2 separate regions of the Salvelinus alpinus genome follow, and region 2 is linked to region 1. Evidence: chromatin contacts called from public Hi-C data. All regions are on one chromosome and are shown on one strand. Each heading gives the region's core, a stretch centred on a gene start, on an enhancer-like site or on the middle of the called end of the contact. The rest is flanking DNA. Distances are from core to core; before and after follow the strand shown.

Region 1 (6,056 bases), core at 186-2,685:
TTACTAACCTCACTATGAGGAGATTTGATGTAAAGTCCCTCTTTTTTAATTTTCTTTGTTCTTTGTTGTTCGTTTCCCGTACATTCCATTATGTACAATTGCACTAAATCATATTTAAATAATGCAAGATTTTAAATCCCAGCAGTCTTTAAAATGACATTCATGAGCAAAAGGTTTTCAAAAGTTGTTTTTAATTCATAAAGAAATGTATTTATTGGAATATAATATAACTTCTAAAATTAAATATAACATTTAATAACAATAACTTAACTAATTAACTCAGTGTAACATTGATGTGGCAGCTCTCTTATGCTCTGCTATTGCACAATTCTAAGTTGTACATAGGTCACGAATAAAGCTATCCCCAGTCAAATTGGAGCACAACTCATGAGCCCACCTCCTACACTGCTCACACCTAATCCAGTCCCCACCTGTGACTGAAAACAGGGGAAGAGACGCCAATTGAAAAGCTCTCTCTTAAAAACGTAGCTTGCTATCCATCAAAATGACATAAAATGCTGTGTAAAATTGCTAAAAGGCTAGTTGCCCTCAACACACTCATCCAACATATTACTACTTTACTCAAAAAGTATCTAGATTTTCTCTCTAAACAAGTGGGTTATTTATTTTAAGCCTTTCCTACTTGCATATTTAAAAAACAAATATAGATCTAACTTCATTGGAAAATATCTAAAAGTTTTTCACATTTTCAAAAACTGTGATCAACTTCTCACAAAATCGTTTTCTTGAAGTATCTCCAAAAGTTGTGACAACACGGAGAAAATGTTTTGTTGAGCATGAGCAGTGACAGCCAGGGTACGTTTTGGGAAAATAGTTTGGTGACATCTTGTGGTCTTTATGTGAATTACAGAGGGGTTATACTGTATCCTGATGATGAATTTATAGAATAAAATCTCTATCACTAACCAGGTTTCCATCCAACATTTTTATGCGCATATGTTGGATAAAACATGTCATGACAGGCATAATGGAAACATACAATGTACCGGTACACTTTACAAATGTCTACAAAACAAAATATGCTAGACAAGGTGGGATCTATTTGTGTCGGTAAAATTAATTATGCGAAAAATGTAGGAGGGAACGCTTTCATGCGCAAATATTGATACAATAACCATCATATCGAAGTACACATGTAGTCACATGATGACATGTTGTGTGGTAAAACAAATAAATACAAATAAAATACATGTTGTGTGTTCCTCCCACTGCGACCTGTCAGGAAACCATGCAGTTTATCAGGCTACAGATTAAATAAATGATGATGAACTTCACAGGGTTGTGAAAGTGCAATGTGATGAGCTTGATGCTCTTTTCTGATAAATATCGAGGGTCTTGTTCTGGAGACATGATGATCAGATCGATGCTTGACTGCTGTTTGACAAATACTCATCGTGTAGACTAAGCCTACCCGCGCCGTATCTGTTGTTGCCTAGAGCGCACGTGCCAAAACCAGAGAAGGCTATTGCTATTTAACGCAACAGTTTTGGAAAATGCGATGGACATTTTATTTGGTACAATGAAAAATGAAGCGAAACAAATATTTTTGTGTACACTATGTCATCACGCACTGATTTGTATCTGGAACGAGTCCGTTTGGTGACAACACTAGTGGTGGTTAAATTGCGCATATTTTCTACATGTGGATTTTAGAATATTTTCATGAAAATCTGTCGCCAATTGGATGGAAACCTAGCTACTCATGGTGGGTGGATCATGTATAGGTTTCATTCAGTGGTTGTGAAGTAGGCTATGCTACAGATGAGCTTATGAGAGCATCATCAAACATTGCTTGAAGCCTCCAGTAAAAGCTGGTCTGCCCTTCAACGCTTCAGCTGCAGAACATATTTTTTTTGCACTCAAACAAAACGCATGCGCATGGAGCAAACGAACTGCAACACAGTGCAGACGGTTGTGATTGAGGCAAGAATCACCTGTATTCTGGCATTCATGGTGACACAGTGAGTACAGTTACATTGGAATTTCCTCTTTGAAATATAATTGAATGCTAAAATTTGAATTAGATTCAACATCAGCTATCTAAATGGAAAATGATGGACACTCGATAATTATTGCCAGCATGGTTTCTTGACAATCTCGTTCTATCTTTTGGAAATAGCTACCGAATTGAATGGTCATTTATTTATTGCTGCTGTAGTCATAATTTGCATCAGATCATTAGATGCCATATTCTCCATCTTGAAAGTAAAATACACCTTATGCGTTATTATACTGTATGTCAGCAAACAGTATTTCGTTTAAAATGTTCTCAATATTGATTAAACAAATATAAATGGTAAAAAACAAAAGCGCTCTAACCCCCAAGTCTCCATATGTGTTGTATCTGAGGATGCTTGGATGGAGGCAGCAACGCCTCGTCTTTCTCATCCCATGCATTCCTCAACCCAGAGCGCGTTAAAATGATTTGATCCTGCGAATGTTAGGCTTGGTAATAGGCGTCTAATAGCTTAGATATAGCTTATATATGTTTATGTATTAATGTCAATGACGGTATTTTGCATAGCCAACTGGTACTACATTTCTCGCTATAATAAGTTATAGCTTTGACAATGAAAAGAAGTTCGCACAGCGATCATTCTTGCTCTGCTGAAGTGGTCAGAGCATTCCGCAAGACATGCGCGCTCGAGCTGATGTGACGACATGCCGTGGGGATTCCCTCAGTAGGCTACTATTTTTCCGTGGTTTCGAGCTGTTGTACAAGCAGTGGCGGTTCTAGCTTGTATGGCTCCCTGGGCGACCCCCCCCCCCCACCCCCCCACCCCCAAAAAGCACCAATCTGCACTAACTGCAATTTTTATTCAGACATTTGGAACAACACAAATAAATAATCACTACATTTAAAACGATATAAAAATATACAAAAATATGACTCGTAAATATCAAAAAGAAGTATCAAAGACAAATAGAAACAAATTTGTGTTGATTTGGCACTCGAGCATCAATACATTACCCATCCCCCAACACTGTCAACCAAGAGTCAAGACTAAACCAATTCACCTTGGTGGTGTGCAGACTGGTTTAATATTATTCTTAACAATTTCACACAAACCAGAAAAAAATGCAACAATATGTCTGTGAAACTATATATTCACAGTATTATGAATGAATTGTGGTTTATTTGGTAGCATTTTGTAGTGTGTCTGATTTTACTAATTGCATTAGTACTGTACAAATTTAGAGGTGCGCTATTTGATAGATTCCCCGGTTCCTCCTATCTCCGGCTCCCAGTTGGGAGATCTGAGGTCAACCTACCCCTTCTCCCCTCCCCATCTCGTGCTTCTGAGTGGGAGACCTTCCCAGGCAGTAGCCTGCCTAGCTCACAAACTAGAATCAGGGCACCCACTCCGACAAGGTTAAATGACCCACAGTCCCACACGGTAACATGATATCATTGACGTGGCATGCAAATGAGCGCTAGAAAACCGATCGTGCAAATGTCACCATTCCAAAAAAATGTGTGTGGGAGCCCCGTTCCGCCCCCGGCAAGATGCCGCCCAGGGCGGCTGCCCATGTCGCCTATACCTAAATCCGCCACTGTGTGCAAGTCTTTAAAATGGCATATTTTTCACTCCCTCAATGTCATCTACAAGAAGATATGGAGTCAAGTATACAGATGGATGACTGATGCCTGCCTTCTATGTGGGAATTATCTGAACCAACTTGAGTGTCCAGGTTGTATAGCCTAAGTGAGTGCATTGTGCTGTATTGTATTTGGGGGGGGGGGGGGGGGGGGGGGGGGGTCTGCAGTATTGTGAGTCTGTCTCACCTACAACCTAGCGTGGTGTTGTGTGTCTTGGTCTGCAGCCCATGGGGTCAGAGCGGCTGGAGATGCGCAAGAGACAGATGCAAATGCACCAGGAAACCGCGGCCAGTGTCCTCCAATCACAGCACAGGATGGGGAACATGCCCACCAACACCTCCAATGCCTGTTGTTTCTGCTGGTGTTGCTGCTGCAGCTGCTCCTGGTAGGTACCACTATACTATCCATAGTAGGGGTTCGTGTCCCAAATGGCACTCTATTCCTTATATGGCGCACTACTTTTGACTAGGGCCCATAGGGTGCCATTTGGGACGTAACCCATAGCTACCTTACATTATATATACCATGCTTATACCAAAACTCTGCACTCCGGAGCAGGGGTATCATGCACCCCAAAAATCTGAGAGGGCACCAAGTATGTGAAGATGGCTGGGGAGTGGTCTGGAATGGGACTAAGCCCCCAGACAGAAAGTTGGAGAATTTTGCATTTTTCAAACAACTGAAACGGTCTTTCCTGCAATCAAGAGCCATAATCATTATACTTAATTCTATGTCAAAAATATGTTTATTTTTCTGCATATCTAAGCATACCTATTGAGCTGTCTGTATCCTCTGTAGTTATTTTGTTAAAGAAACTAAATATGCTCAAATCTGGGTATAAGTTTGAAAGGAATGTGAGTCATATTCAGTGCATTTAGTAATTTCTTGTGTTTCTAAAGTCCACCGACAGCCGGCATGCCAGCTAAGATAGTTAGACAAGATAGCTACTTGATTGATAGCCTGCAATGGCTTCTTGGTATCTAGTTATGAGGTTGGGAGATTGGGAACCTATCTGGGCTAGCTAAAGCCAACTTCATAGTATTGCTAGGTGGATAGTAGTATTATGAATGAAACGCATTTTTATTATTTCTATTTTACAGGACATCTCTGAGGGGGCACGTGCCCCCTATGGACATGACGCCTCTAATCTGGAGCAACCTACATACAGTGCATTCGGAAAGTCTTCAGAACCCTTGACTTTTTCCACATTTTGTTATGTTACAGTCTTATTCTAAATGGATTACATAGTTTTTTTCCTTCATCCATCTACACACAATACCCCTTAATGACAAAGACAAACCTGGTTTTTAGAAATGTTAGCAAATTTTTACAAAAAAAACTTTAATATCACATTTACATAAGTATTCTGACCCTTTACTCAGTACTGTGTTGAAGCACATTTGGCAGCGATTACAGCCTTGAGTCTTCTTGGGTATGATGCTACAAGCTTGGCACAACTGTATTTGGGGAGTTTCTCCCATTCTTCTCTGCCGTTCCTTTCAAGCTCTGTCAGGTTGGATGGGGAGTGTTGCTGCACAGCTATTTTCAGGTCACTCCAGAGATGTTCGATCGGGTTCAATTTCGGCTCTGGCTGGGCCACTCAAGGACATTCATAGACTTGTCCCGAAGCCACTCCTGCGTTGTCTTGGCTGTGTGCTTGGGGTTATTCTCCTGTTGGAAGGTGAACCTTCAATTCAGTCTGAGGTCCTGAGCGCTCTGAAGCAGGTTTTCATCAAGGATCTCTCTGTACTTTGCTTCATTCATCTTACCCTCAATCCTGACTAGTCTCCTGGTCCCTGCCACATAAATCCCACAGCATAATGCTCCCATCTCCACAGAAGAACTCTGGAGCTCTGTCAGAGAGTCCATCGGGTTCTTGGTCACCTCCCTGGTGACCTCCGCCAGCTCTAGGAAGAGTCTTGGTGGTTCCAAACTTCTTCCATTTAAAAATGATGGAGGCCACTGTGTTCTTGGGGACCTTCAATGCTGCAGACATTTTTTGGTACCCTTCGCCAGATCTGTGCCTCGACACAATCCTGTCTTAGAGCTTTATAGACAATTCCTTCGACCTCGTGCCTTGGTTTTTGCTCTGACATGCACTGTCAACTGTAGGCCCTTATATAGACAGTTGTGTGCCTTTCCAAATCATGTCCAATCAATTTAATTGTCCAATCAAGTTGTAGAACCATCTCAAGGATGATCAATGGAAACAGGATGCAACTGAAATTAATTTCGAGTCGCAGAGCAAAAGGTTTGAATAAGGTATTTCATTTTTTTATTTGTAACAAATTTTGAAAAAACAGTTTTTGCTTTGTCATTATATGATACTGTGTGTAAGAAAGGAGAATTTTTTTTTTTTTAGAATAAGGCTGTAACATAACAAAATGTGGAAAAAGTCAAGGGTCTGAAAGCTTCCCGAATGCACTGTACAATA
Region 2 (6,340 bases), core at 2,000-4,499, 150 kb before region 1:
CACAATTTGAAATATATAATACATGTATATTTATTAGTAGTTGGCAATACAGTGCTGCAGTAGAAAGTTAGAACATCCAAATACCAAGAATCACCTTGGAGGGGGGAAAAAAGTACATTTGTTCATACAAAGAACAATAATTTTGAACATAGCCAAGCATCACTATCGATTTTTGATTTACATTTTTGACATGGTCAATTATTCAATTCAAGGTAACCTAATTAAGGCAAGTTGTTCTTCTATGTCCACCACCATGTAATGCATGTCAGTCAGATATACACTGAGTATACAAAGCATTAAGAACACCCTCTTTCCATGACAGACTGACCAGATGAAACCTATGATCCCTTATTGATCTGTGTAGATGAAGGGGAGGAGACAGGTTGAATAATTATTTGTTGGGGGGGATTGGGTATGTGGAGGGGGTGCACAATTCAATATTAGGATGGTGTTCCTAATATTTGGTATACTCAGTGTATATGTTGTAAAAAGGCTATGATACATTTAAAAAAGAGTTGGGAGTGTTGCCATTGGTTTCTGCCTGCTGTCCATCCATTATGTAGCAGGGATCTGTGGCAGGCCAAATTCATCCACCAGAACTCCATCCTGTAAAACAGACAATACATTACACATTTGTAGGAAACTCCAGTTATGTCTAAATGGGTGCAGAATGTGTCTTCATCCAATGTAATGTCCTAAAAACAAAACTGAACCCTTCGAACAATGCATCCGTCTTCTGTATTGATCGAAACAGTGTCAGTTGTGAGTGCATTTTAACATAATGCCCCAGTGAATTATTCAAGACTAAACTGGGTAAACATGAATACAGTGGTTAGAGAGAGATATGTACCCGGTTTGGTGCCCTGTCACTGGGTATTCCCTCTGGGATGGAGGGGGCAGTGCTGGCCTCATCCAGGTAGGAGCTGTCATCATCAAGCAGGAGCTCATCTCCCAGGGCATCCAGCTCTGGGATCACACGCACACAGCCATTGATGCGCAGTTATTACATGCAGTCTATTGACATAAGGACTGCATTGACCGCTGTTGTATCACTGTGCTGAAGTAAACAGCACTTTATCTTGGCCAGGTCGCAGTTGTAAACGAGAACTTGTTCTCAACTAGCCTACCTGGTTAAATAAAGGTGAAGTACAATAAAAACAAAACTCTGTAGTGCAGTGGGAAATGATGCCATCTATTGACCTACAGCAATGTTCTAATATAGACCCATCCTGTACTGGAGCAACACCAACCGTGTTGGAACACAATACAGTTATGTACTGCATTTCGGTGTACTGTCTCCCTTGTGGCTGTGTCATACTCTTACAGCACTGACCTGCTTCCAGGTCATCATCATCGATCTCTGGCGTCCCGTAGCTTCTGCTCATCGCCTCCTGCACCTCGTTGGCGTCCTCCATCATGTCCTCCAGCTGGTCTTGGAGATCCTGCATCAGGAAAACATGGAACTCTTAACCCAAACGTCTCTCAATCACAATAGGCCATTCACGTTACCCGGATGAATATGACCCAGATCAGATGGCTGAAATATGTTGAGTCTTTCAAGACAAGGGTCTGTAGTAAAACTACTGCACTTCTACGTCAGACCACCAAATGGTGTTGTAGTGCATCAGGACTCGAAGAAGACAAATACCTCAATCTGATCGATCTTCACGTTCTTGTATGCCGCCTTCATCTCTTTGGCTCCAATTTTCATGGCATCAACCTATAATGCAAAATCTGACATTTTTAACCCCAGAGAACAGCCTGGCATGACAACTACAGTAAATTGTGACTGAGCGCTACAGTCAGTACATTACTGTGGCCCCTTACTGTTGTTTTTGTGTCTTTGAGAGTTTGGATTGTGTAGTTGGCCTGTTCCATGTTGAAGGACTGCTGTGTGAGGTTGTCTCTCTGGCTCTCGTACCTGAAAAACAAGATTGAAAAGCATCAATACAGATGTTTTTATGCGCTCATATCCTGACTATGGTGACGGTTTACTGCTACTTGATGTGGTTCATTAGGTTACTGTGATATGTGTCTTGATTGATTTGTGGTTATCGATGCGTTGACAGACTCCCTTCATAAGTTACTCACATTCTTTTCTGCTTCAGTACCCTCATCGCCTTCTGCTTGACCATGTTCTGATGAAAACATTAACAGGAAACAATTCACGTGACATCAGACCTAGCTAGATACTGCTGAGAACAAGTGGGGACCATACTTGTGTATTGTTTTGTTCACGAACAGCATTAGCCTACATGTGTAATAGAATGACGTAGGTAAACATATCTGTCTAATACCACAGCTACTCATCTGCTTCACTCAGGGTAGGGTTAAATCTTACTTTTGAAGGGCCATCTCTCATCTTCTTCATCTGATCCTTGTACTTGACTAGTTCAACATCTAGTCTGGCAATCTTCTTGTCAACAGATTCCGCTCGCGAGTCAACCTTAAGAGAGAAAGAACGGGCACAAGTTAACCATGCAGACTGTTTTCATATGTCAATGATCTTGTAAGAGTCGGAAATCTTTGTAATGAACTTGTGGTATCAGAAAAAGTTATTTGAATACATGTATTAGTTATTATAATGATCAAATAATCTGTTACATTTTCTTCAATCAATTTTTACAGCCAATAGCACTAGCTTAACACCTGATTTGGTCAAACATAAAACTGGTTGGAACAACACTTTTTAGCCTACATTGGAAACCAGCATCACCCTACTGAACTCCCTATTGACGATTGGTCATCTAGCCAATTAGCTAGCTAAGTCACTTGGACACTATTATAACGCTAATCAAACTAACTTTCAAGATAACATTAAGTAGCTAAAGAATATTTTATGAGCTATAGGTCTTCAATGGGCTGTCACAACTTTCTCCCATTGTTGCTAGAACAATCAGCTGTCATTCAGTTAGTTAGCTAGCTAGCCAGCAAGCCAAGTTATTTTGTTTGTCATAGACACTGTTCTGTAAGTTATTTTCATAGATACTTACATTCCCTATGCAGTCTGTGAGATTTGGTGGTGGTCCCTTCGGTTTTCCTCGACCGAAAATACGGTTCATTTTGAAATAAATATCCAATAACTCAAAACAAAAAAATCTACCTGAACGTCAGGGAAAATAAAGCAAACCCGGAAGCAACATAGAGCTGACGTCACATACTTCTTCTTCTTCGATTAGGTTTAACGGCAGTTGGCATCCAATAAATGTTGCATTACCGCCATCTACTAAACTATACGACAATTTATTCACTAATCTAACCCTGGAAACCTAAACCTGCCTCTCTCGAAACGGAAATGTCTGATTTCCAGCCCCATGGGCACACCTACAATCGGCTGGACACATGAGATTTTTAACAACGCTTTTTTTCTGTTAAAGACAAGTTCATTGCACGCTCACTTTTCGCCTGGGTACACATTATTGTGACCCAAAGCTTTATCGATGGCTGGCGCATAGCCATCAAACATTTTATGGTCATGGTTAAATATATTTCTTTCAGAAAAAGGTGTAAACCTGTCCACTTTTTCAAGACGTGGCCAATTTAAACAGCCAGAACACATTTTTTAATTAATAACATTTTTTAAACATTTTTTTACGATTTGTTGTTTCTAAATGGCTGCTGGATAATTTGATATACAGTACACCGAAATCTGTTTGTTCGTAGGTATCAAATTGAGCGAATGCTGCGCAGGTTCACTGAGTTGCAAACAAAATGGATAGGTCTAGTTCCTTGATCTGTAGATCTGACGCAGTTGCTACCTCAGATTATGAACCTAACAAGTGTCACGAATGAGTAATGTAGTACCCACAGAAGGCCACAGGGCGGAGCAAGAGAGCTATAAAGCCATACTGTTTTTTACCTTAACCCTAACCCTAGGTATAACCTATTTCAGTCCTAACCCTAGGTATAACCTATTTTAGCCCTAACCCTAAATCCCAACCCTGACTTGTAACACAATGCACCTATAGCTGTAATGGTCACCATTTTTCTAACCCTAACCCTAACCCTGATTGACATAAAATAGCATGCAACAAAAGACTATATGTCTAATTATTTTCTAAAATGGTCACTCATTACTTTACAGTTATATATATATATCGTATTGATTTTGGGAGATAGAAAAAATTAAGGAAATGGAAACCGCACACTGCTCTTTATAGTATCACTGGTCTTTAAGCTTACGTATCGGCCTCACCGCCTTTGTCAGAGCTTTTGTGAATTTCTTAAAATGATCACCCTTATGTAAACCTAGCCCCACCCACATCCGTTCCACGCATCGAAAGGGGTTGGAGGTCTTTTGAATTTAGAGAAAAAAAACTTTGCAGGTATTGAACCCCGGCCAAATAATCACTAGTCAGATGCGCAAACCTCAATCTAGTATGCATGCATTATGTAAGCATCTTAATATCTCATGTAAACGTAATAGAAAACACAAAAGACAGCCCTCGAAAAAATTACATCATGCAACCCTCGCAGATAACAAATTTACCTCAACATGCCCTTCGCTTGCGGGAGAAGGCAGAGGTGATTGCTGCCGTTGACAGTACGAGCTTTTGGCAGGGTTTGTTGAGCTGGCTTCTTGTGCGAGAAGGCAGAGCGGCTAGATCCTGTTGGTTGATGAATTTGACAATGAGAATTTGACAATGAATATAACGGGAAAATACGTTTCTCGACCAGAGTTGACTGAATTAATGTTCAGGATAATTGATAATAGTTATTGAAATATTAATCAAGTATAATTTCAAAACATGAGCATGAAAATAGATAATGAACATGAATCATCATAGTAATTCACAGTGATCTGTTAAAATGCTGTTTCAGTCCTTCCTCTTGCATCAGGAGAGTGGAAAGGGACAGAAAAAAGCGTTTTTCCCGTGAGAACGAAGGGGTGGGGAAGCTGGGGGGCTGTTAGCTATAGTGTGTAGTCAATAGCCGATTGGCCCGGGGCATTCGTTTTGCATAATGTAGGGTATATAGGGTAGCCGTACAAGTCGCAATATTACTATTCAAACCGACAATTTATAGAACGCAAAACCAGAGATACGGCCCCGCACGTCCCTATGGGCTTTAGAGAGGCCTGGCGCTGGCGTGTTGTCTCCAGAGGAGCCGGTGCAGGTGCAGGTATGTAGCCTAGTATTTGTTTTATGTCATCTCAACCTAGCCGAAATCTGTTCCATTTGAATGACCTTGATGTTTTCCCCAACAGGACTCAGTGTTTGTGTCCTTGCAGATTCTATGCTTCGAAACATGCATTGCCTGATGCACACTGCTGGGTGCACCCTGGCACAACTCTGGAGCGAGCACACGTCAACAGTTGTACCATTTGCGTACGGTCAGTGGTCCACTGCTATTGATTGTACACATTGGAACAAACAACGTAGCTCAAGGGGATTCTCCTCACGACTTTATCAGGTGGATGCGGGAACTGATCATCAGAGTTAGGGAGTATCGGTATGAAGTAAGGTTTGCCGTTTGCTCCATTCTACCCCGGCCGAAGGACGATGCTACCACTAAACATGTAGTTAAGGAAACAACTCGACTTTTGGAGCATCTGTCACATGAAAATTATGGTGTTATTTATTTTAGGACTAATATATTATTTCTGAGGCACTCAGAACCCAATCACACACTTTATAGCAGTGACCGGCTTCATCTTAATTTTCACGGCCAAGGGTAGGCTTTTTGATTATTTGCAGCGTTTTTTGTTTCATTACACGGGGTAGGGTAGACAGGGCAGGTTTAGATATTTTATTTATGTTATTTTCTTTGCTTTTATTTTCTGAGTTGCCTCAGATTTTTTTATTTTACCTTATATTGATTTTTAGGTTTTATTGCGCCACCCGCTGTTCATGTTCCTTGTTGTTTTCCAAACATTAAAATGCACCAAATCTCTTCGTTCATGTGATGCCATTCACTTGAATATGACAACTGATGCAACACTTTGTCAATTTATGAAATGTTCACAAACACTGTATTGGCTTCTGCTGTGTATTTTCGGAACATTGAAAAGCACCAAAGCCTCTCAACCACGAACATTAATAAATATGCCTGTATATGTCTTGCTAAGAATGAACGAGGCGCCCTGACTATATGATATATTGCCGATATCTTTGGATGGTTGTAAAGCCCTATACCTATGCTACTCGGGATATGGTCGACCGTGAATTTTACACCATGGGAAAGTTTTGTTATATTGCTATATAAGTCGGTTATATTGCATGCTAATGGCATGGCTAAGGAAATGCATCATCATTTTCGACTCGAGCAAATCAAATGCATGTATCTGATTGGCTACCGTTCCCGGGCGGGAAATTTCCCGTTGAAGTGCACTTTGGTCCTT

The links. Hi-C and Micro-C count contacts between places; a contact is called where the count stands out from the background.
Region 2: a Hi-C map of muscle shows a contact between it and region 1, with 4 times the contacts expected there. The contact joins the promoter of LOC139583826 here to the promoter of LOC139583820 in region 1. A contact is called at or near these places in 2 of 3 Hi-C or Micro-C datasets (muscle and red muscle).

Annotation. Positions count from the first base shown.
Region 1 is chr8:86,208,882-86,214,937 of SLU_Salpinus.1, reverse strand. It overlaps LOC139583820 (regulator of G-protein signaling 20-like), which reads left to right and starts at 1,435. Exons shown (of 6, transcript XM_071415347.1): 1 at 1,435-1,982; 2 at 3,636-3,728; 3 at 3,847-4,007. The coding sequence starts at 3,850.
Region 2 is chr8:86,361,326-86,367,665 of SLU_Salpinus.1, reverse strand. It overlaps LOC139583826 (charged multivesicular body protein 5-like), which reads right to left and starts at 3,249. Exons shown (of 8, transcript XM_071415351.1): 1 at 2,994-3,249; 2 at 2,342-2,446; 3 at 2,092-2,138; 4 at 1,828-1,921; 5 at 1,649-1,720; 6 at 1,334-1,442; 7 at 851-966; 8 at 13-606. The coding sequence starts at 3,062. The coding sequence ends at 556. LOC139583828 (a long non-coding RNA gene) reads right to left here and starts at 4,868. Exons shown (of 2, transcript XR_011676623.1): 1 at 4,796-4,868; 2 at 4,482-4,607. It also overlaps the pseudogene LOC139583824.